2 separate regions of the Arachis hypogaea genome follow, and region 2 is linked to region 1. A link is a contact called in public Hi-C data. All regions are on one chromosome and are shown on one strand. The core of a region is the stretch at or near the end of the contact, and the rest is flanking DNA. Distances in the headings are between cores, read along the strand shown.

Region 1 (3,980 bases), core at 430-2,929:
AGTACAAACCTGAAGGGCTCTCCAATGAGAATAAGCCCGAAATGAAACCCAGAAGAATGCGACATTAGGCAAAGGTAAAACCTACAATGTACAATTAAGAATGGCCATCAATTGAACCCAAGATAGATATTAAAGAGCAAACACAAGTCCACCGAGCACATACATACCATCAGTGCAGAGGAAAATGGAATCAATGAAACTGTAGCATACAAGTATTTCCGGTGGATAATTGTTCCCCTGTAAATGAGACAATAGTTCATATAACAATGAAGATTTAAATACAGAATTAAATTGGAAGCTACACTAACAGATTCCAGATTAAATTATTGTTCCAACACCATCAACCTTTTGCTGCTTTTTTTGGAAACAGGTGTTAGAGGGAGAATTACCTCATAGCAATATGTCTTAATCTTCGGCGAACAAGATTGTCATATATCAGGCAAGGTTTCTAAGCACCTCTTAAAAGGCTCATACACAGGAATCAAACTCAACATTGCCATACATATCAACCCCATAATAAACATATATAGAAGGCGAATCTACTATTAAGAGTAGTAAACTACTAAACTATTCCGAAACCAAGCAAGTATGCATCAAAACAAGGCTGCGGCACCAACCTTGAAGGGTAAATGACTTCGACGCTAGTGACTTCATTCGATATAGATTTCAAGAAAATCTCGGAGGGCTTAACCTGTGACAAAAGCCATGACCCCCACCTGCAACAACTCAAATCACATTCGAGCATATTATGCATAGCGTAATCAACACTTTTAAAAGACTATCATTCAAAACCAACAATGTAAAAAACTAACCCATGAATCTTCTTCTTGATAGACCCATCCGGTGCTTTTTCCAAACCAATCCAAGCTTTATTCATCTATTAACCGCAACCACAACCAAATAAAGCAATTGGTTAAGAAAACAGTACACACAAGAATGTGACAACCCAAGAAACAGAAATTGACAAAGAAACAAAGTTAATACAATGATCGAAACAACAAAAAGGCACCTTGTTGCCACAGTAATCAGCAAGAAGCTCAGCTTTGGCATTAAAGGGTTTATCAGCAACATTAACGCCCTTCCACAGTTCTTTGAACGTTGGAGGAGAATGAGAAGAAGAAGTAGCTGAATTCTTAAGAGAATGATCAATGGCTCTGCTGAAGCACCAGTTTCTCCCTCGTATTGGGAACACAACCAATTTGGCTCTCATGTTGACTCTTTTGGCGGCAAGAACCCTAGAAAGTTTCCAACCAGAGAAATGTTCAGTCTTGGCGGTGAAGTTACAATCTTTGATGTGAAATGAAGCAGAATCCGAATCTGCGTAGTTTGAATATTCAGTGTCAAACTCGAAAAAAAAGTAAAAAGAAAAAGAAAAATAGTAGTGTTAAAGAAGAAGAACTGAAAAGGAGTTAAATTTTCTTTTCTTTTCTTTACCCTGAAAAGAAGCAAATTACGAATGAGGCTTGAATGACGAAAGAGATGATGTCAAAACGATGCGTTTTGTGGGGAGAGAGTGAACGAAAAAACTACACATTCACAAACGGACAAGAAGGTAGTTTCGCTGTTTCAGTATTCAGTATGAAGATGATGGCGATGAAATAGGAAACGGGTTAGGAACTTTTGGGGGAGAGAATTTGGATGATTATGGCGGAGTGTGATATTGAGGGGTAAAAGTGTAAAACGGTCGGATATGTAGAGTAGACGGGGTACTAATACACGGATCTTTACTTTTTTTACTTTTTTTTTTTCTTTTCCCATAAATTCGTTTAGCTTAGTCTAGTCTGCTGGCAGAATACAATAATTTTAAATTTATCATCTATGTGTTACAAAATTACTCATTATAGTATTCAAAAAAGATAGTATTTAGTTATTGAATGAAATTAACTATTGCAATTATACCTTTTAAAGTTGTCTAAATTATCATGTATAAATTATTATTAATGTGATCTACTCCTATTTTGATTAAATTGAACGTAATTTAGTTAATTAAACCTCTTGGTTTGCAAATTATAAACAAAAATACATCAATATGTATGTGAATTATTCTTCGGCTATTTATTTTGTTCTGCCTGTCTTAAGTATGCATTTGTAGTGACATGCATATAATGTAGATTTGATTTTCTTGTTATATGCAGCCATTTTCTCTAACTACACTTTTAGATTGGGTATTTTGCTTTGACATTCAAAATTTTGAAATATTATTATGCATTGGAAACAAATTGGACCTCCTTTTAGGTCTTTCAGTTTTGCTATTGATCTTTATTCAGAGCTCCCTGGATATAGAATATCTAAAGGTCCTACTTGGAATTGTGCACCGAGCACAATATTATTTTTCTGTTAGGTGATTAGTTGTTTTTCAAAAGATAAATGAGTTTTTTTACCTCTCTTTATGACTTCCTTTTTTATAACATATGAATGGTGCTGCATGGACTACATAATATTTTTCAAAAGCAATTGTCACATAGGTGCCAGCATATTTTATTGTTCTAGTAATTTATTTCGACAGTAAAATATTTTTCTTATAATAAATAAAGTGTTTGATATAAAACAGAATCTCAGTTAGAGGGTAGAAGTAAAAGAGGAAATTGCTATTGTTTTGTGTGCTTTGTGTGTGGTTTTTAATTTGCTAGCAAAGCCTTACCTGTAAGATAAAACAACAGCTATTATGAATTTAGGTAACAATCAAGTTGGATACTTCTAATGAATGATGACCAAAGCATAAAGTATCTAAAAAATTTGGCGAGTACTTAATTTGAGGAGAAGTCACAAGAGTCGAGGAGAAAAAAGGGAGGTAGTATTCTTAAACTGAATTGAAAATAGCATAGTTTTAAAAATCGAATTGGACCGACCAATTCAATTGGGTTAACTGGAAATTGGTCACCGAAGCAGTTCGGTCGATCTTAAAAATCATTTAACAAAAAATCGGTCAAAAAATCGGTTAACCGGTGAACCGACTTAACCGACCAATTTTTTTAAAGATTTTCAAGGTCCATGTTCAAGTTTACAGACAAAAAAATCATGGAACCTTGGGTACACTCTTTTTGCTCTTTCCTATGTTGTTGTTGTTGTTCTTTTGCCATTTTCCTTCCTCGGTTGAAATATTCAAAAAAGTATAGTTATCAGAATCGAACCGATAATCAACCTGGTCGCACTACTAGGTCATTGGTTCAACCAGTAGATCACTAATTAAACCAGTTAACCCGATCTAATTAAATATAAATATCAAATTATAAAAAAATAAGCTTAAAATTAAAAGTTTAAAAATATGTCTTCACAAACACACTAACAAAAATTAAGTATTAATTCTTAAACATAACTAATATTACAAAAATATATAATAAATTCGTTACTAATACAAAATATTTTCTCAATTTAAATAAAGAGAGAAAAATATAACACAATAAGTAAATTAAAGTTCAATGATGATTTATGACAACAAAAAATTTATCTGCAAAGATGATTTACAACAACAAAATCATATTCTGTAAAATGACTAAAATCCTCTTAACAATGGCAGACTTGAATTAGTTGCATCTGTTGCAAGCTTTGCTGCCACCAGACTTGAGTTGTGTTCTTCCTCATCGAACCATCCTACTTCATTCCTCAATATAGCTACCATAAACAGATCAAACTCACATTAACATTACATGTTTATTTTAACATCAATTAATTAGTATTAGTCACTTAATTAAGTGCCGAAAAGCATTCTTCTAACTCTAGTGGTGAGGTTCTCATCCATACTGAAAAAGTAATGTTGAATTAAATATGCAACAACTGCATAGTGTCCAACTCCAATATATATAAACACATACTCCTTGGTTTTCTTCTCCATGGATGCATAATTTCTATAGTAAAAAACTTCAATCATGTTACTCATCACAATTGTAAATGTTGGACCAATGAATTCGGAGACGACAGAACAAATGAATTCAGCTCATTGATAATATTTAGCAACAAAAAATTTACCTCAAAATATAATT
Region 2 (3,815 bases), core at 1,221-3,720, 42 kb after region 1:
TGTTAAGCTTTTGAACTCTCAAACTTTGTGTGTCTATTATACTTTGATTTTATAGTCAAATTATGCTGTGGTTTATGATAGATTTAGATTTGATGTGCTTAGCTTATTCACAGAGAGATATATCCTGTGATGCCAATACTTCCATGTTCAATTATAATTTGTTTCTGTTTTTTATTTTATCAGGGCCTTCAATTGTTTTTTATATCTTATCTTTTTTTACCTTTTCTGTATTTTTTAATTTTTTTGCCAATTTAGTTAGAATAATATTTTCTAAAATAGTGGAGCTGTTTAGACCTTTTTTTCTTGAGCGTTTTTTACTCTTATTTATCAAAAGATTATTTCTAAATGTATTATTATATTAAGTTATGTTATATTATTACTAAAATTATTTATTTGAATGAGTGAGCAGAATGAATTAATCATGAATTTTGAACTCATAAATATGCATTTGACCTACTGGAAAGTGCATTTGACCTACTGGAAAGTAGATATTAGTAAAAGGGATTTGGATCTTTTAAAATTTGAATTTTATTTTAGAAAATAAAATGTAATTTTTTACTCTTTCTCTTTCATATTTATTCTTGGTTCTACTTATAAAATCAATGGTGAGCGATTACACTTTACTGTCTAAAGTGAAATTCAAATTTTAGAAGATCCAAATCCTAGTAAAAGCGGTGAGAATTAAGTCGAGGGTATCACAATGAATACTTTACTCTCTAAAGTAAAATTTAAATTTTAGAAAATTCAAATTCCAGTAAAAACGGTGAGAATTAAGTGGAGGGTATCACGATGAATCTCATTTTCAAACCTGCAGTTTTAGTGTTTCACCATAAATACTGAACAGGCTTTTTACCTCAAGAAAGTTGTATTTGTCTAACATAATTAAATTTAAACTTCTCTTGAGTTTTTATGTTTGCAAATTTTATCTTGTAAATGGTGACAGATTATTCGATTTATGGAGAAATAATAACATATATCAATTTATAAAAAGTGTAATAAATTTCAATTTAAACAATCTAACAAATTTAGATTTTTACTTTATTGAAGGAAAAACAAAGCTACAGATAGGCAAAACTAAATATTAATTTTCATGGGTTGCCTTAAAAAAGTTATTCTAATTATGTAGAATTTTATATACTTAGGATGTAAGTTCATGCAAATAAAACTAGAAGCTTTGTCATTTTCATATATATGAGAATACATATATATTATTTATTTTTCTTTTGTATAAATACACATTTTATATATTTATTTATTTATGGAAATAGAATTGGCCATCAGCAGATTTTAGAGATAGCAATTAAGTTAAAAAAATAATTTTCAAGCACCAAAAAGAGAATAAAGATAAAGTTTCTTGAAGACCACGCTAATCTCTCTCGTTAAGTTTATTTTCTTTCATTTTTTTAAACTTTTTCTTTTAAGTGATATCATATCAAATTATGGAATATTTTATTTTTATTTTTGTGTGGAGTCCACTGTGAACTCAAACTTTTAAGTTTCACTTAATGAAATTTTTACCTTTGAAAAAAATAGTATTAATTATTTAGATGTAAAACATTCTGAGATAACATTAAAATATCGTCATTCTTACGTTGGTTCTAATAAACTAACAATTAAAGTAGATATATATTTGTGTATATATTTTTTTAAAAAATAAAACTAAATGTTTATACTTTGTTAGGATCATATATATATATATATATTATAGTTGCGTGTTATGCGATATTTAATATATAATTTATATTTTATAAATATTTGAATTTTTTGAACAAATAATTATCTAATTTGACAAATTAATAATATTTTAATTTTTTTTTAATTTCAGATTATTTTAACGGTTACGAATGTCTTGTAGTCAGTATGACATTATTTAATATCAATAAATTTTGATGCATCAGTTATAAAATTAACAGAAAAATTAATATAACTAAATTAAGATTTTTAAAAAACAAAATTAATTAAAAAATTTGAAAATTAATTTAATTAATTTTAAATAAATATAATAATCTTTTAAATATAAAATGTACTAGACTTTTTGTGAAGAGATCAATAACCTTTACATGTGTACATAGAAGAAAGCATAGCGATTATGAAGCTAATAATTCAAAAGTAATGCTAATAAAAAAAACTTACAGAAGATTAATATTTTTTAAAAAAAAGATTAAATAAAAAATATTTTAATCAAATGGTTAACATGAAAGTATTGTTGACCAATATAATTTTTTCAAGTCATATTTTGAACCCATGAATTGGTGAAAAAGATTAAGATGTGTAATCAGTAAGTTTCTTTTTAGTCACCATTATTTTAATAATAGTCTCTTTCAATTTCATATGAAATAAATGAATAAATAAAAATAAATTAAAAAATAGAATTTCTGATTCTGTGGATCACTTTTGATCCTGTGGACCAAGTTATTGTCTATATTCTTTAATTATATCGAGTTTGTTGTGCAAATCTCCCACTGACCGATGATACTTGGATAAAATAAAAAAACTGCTATACAAACGCGTTTTCAAATTCAGAGATAGTTGTACAGAGTTATATATCATGAAAATGGGGGACGGATTCAATATGCCAAACGTGTTTGCACATTGAAGTGCCAAAAAAATATTTGGTTGATCGATGAGCATTTTTAATGAGAAACTATTAGATTATTGTAAGTTTTTTAATCTAACAGTAAAGATTTTTCTGAATTTAATTTCATATGATTGGCTAGTTAATATTTTATACAATTTTTGTGTCAGTGGATAATTTTATAAATATTACTTTTATGATGGTTATTGTTGTTAAATTTAAAATGTTTGGTGGTATTATATCAAAAAATAAAAAATTAGATATTTTAATTAATTTAAAATTGATAAAATTTTTATTGAATAAAATATTTTTTATTGTATTATTTTGCACATTATTAAACGTCGGAGTGGAGGCATCAAACCAAAGTAAAAGAGGATCGTACTTCAACTCCGATGAAAGCACAGAGTGTGGGCATGGCGGCTTTGGCACCGTTTTCTCCGGCATCTTTCTTCCTCTGCGAGGACTCAGTGAAACTCTGGACTCCACAACAACTTTATAGAGAGCGTGAGTTTCACAACAAGATCTTCTCGATTATTACAATTTACGATTTTTAATTTTTTGTTAAACAAAAAGCGAAAATATAAGGTTGGTTAGATTTATCAATTGGTCATTATTTGTTGGAGTTTTGAGAAAGATGAAACATTTTATGAAAAGAAAAAATAAATAATAAATAAAATTTACATTTTAAATTAATTCTATATTCGAGTCACCAACAAAAATTAATTATATATTCTAAACCAATTATTATGAGTTAGTCACAAAAAAAACCAATTATTATGAGTTAAATAATTCAGTTCAATTTTCTTTTAAAATAAGATATTCTAAAATTAGTAATATTTGAAATAACTTAATTAATTATAGTAATATATATTGAAAATTAGTGATTTTGATACGTTAATTTTATTAATTATAGTTAAATAATATCAAAAATAATTTTATTAATTATAGTAAGATATCATGTAAAATTAGTAATTTTTTAGAATAAATTTATAAATTATAGTAATATAATTTAGAAAATTAGTTCTTTTTTAATAATTTTATAAATTATAGTAATAGATCTGATAAATTAGTAAATTTTTAAAGTAATTTTATTAATCATATTAATATGATATAAGAAATTAATAATTATGTTAAATTAATTTCATCAACTATAGTAATATGTTATGAAAAATTATTAATTATATAGAGTATTAATTATAGTAAGATACTATAAAAGTTAGTATAGATATAGAGTATAGAG

What was found. Hi-C and Micro-C count contacts between places; a contact is called where the count stands out from the background.
Region 2: a Hi-C map of leaf shows a contact between it and region 1, with 2.1 times the contacts expected there. The contact joins the enhancer-like site here to the promoter of LOC112734894 in region 1. A contact is called at or near these places in 3 of 8 Hi-C or Micro-C datasets (all in leaf).

What each region holds. Positions count from the first base shown.
Region 1 is chr2:6,271,485-6,275,464 of arahy.Tifrunner.gnm2.J5K5, forward strand. LOC112734894 reads right to left here and starts at 1,680. Exons shown (of 8, transcript XM_025784436.3): 1 at 1,435-1,680; 2 at 1,010-1,235; 3 at 813-877; 4 at 618-716; 5 at 168-237; 6 at 10-81. The coding sequence starts at 1,210. It overlaps LOC112734919 (a long non-coding RNA gene), which reads right to left. Exons shown (of 2, transcript XR_003168465.3): 2 at 3,271-3,612.
Region 2 is chr2:6,312,586-6,316,400 of arahy.Tifrunner.gnm2.J5K5, forward strand. LOC112734926 (a long non-coding RNA gene) reads left to right here. Exons shown (of 2, transcript XR_003168469.3): 2 at 1-179. Among protein-coding and RNA genes, the nearest start is that of LOC112734926, 3.9 kb to the left of the region's middle. Within about 2 kb of position 2,471, at least 1 of the 3 cell types and tissues checked has open chromatin away from gene starts, as enhancers often do.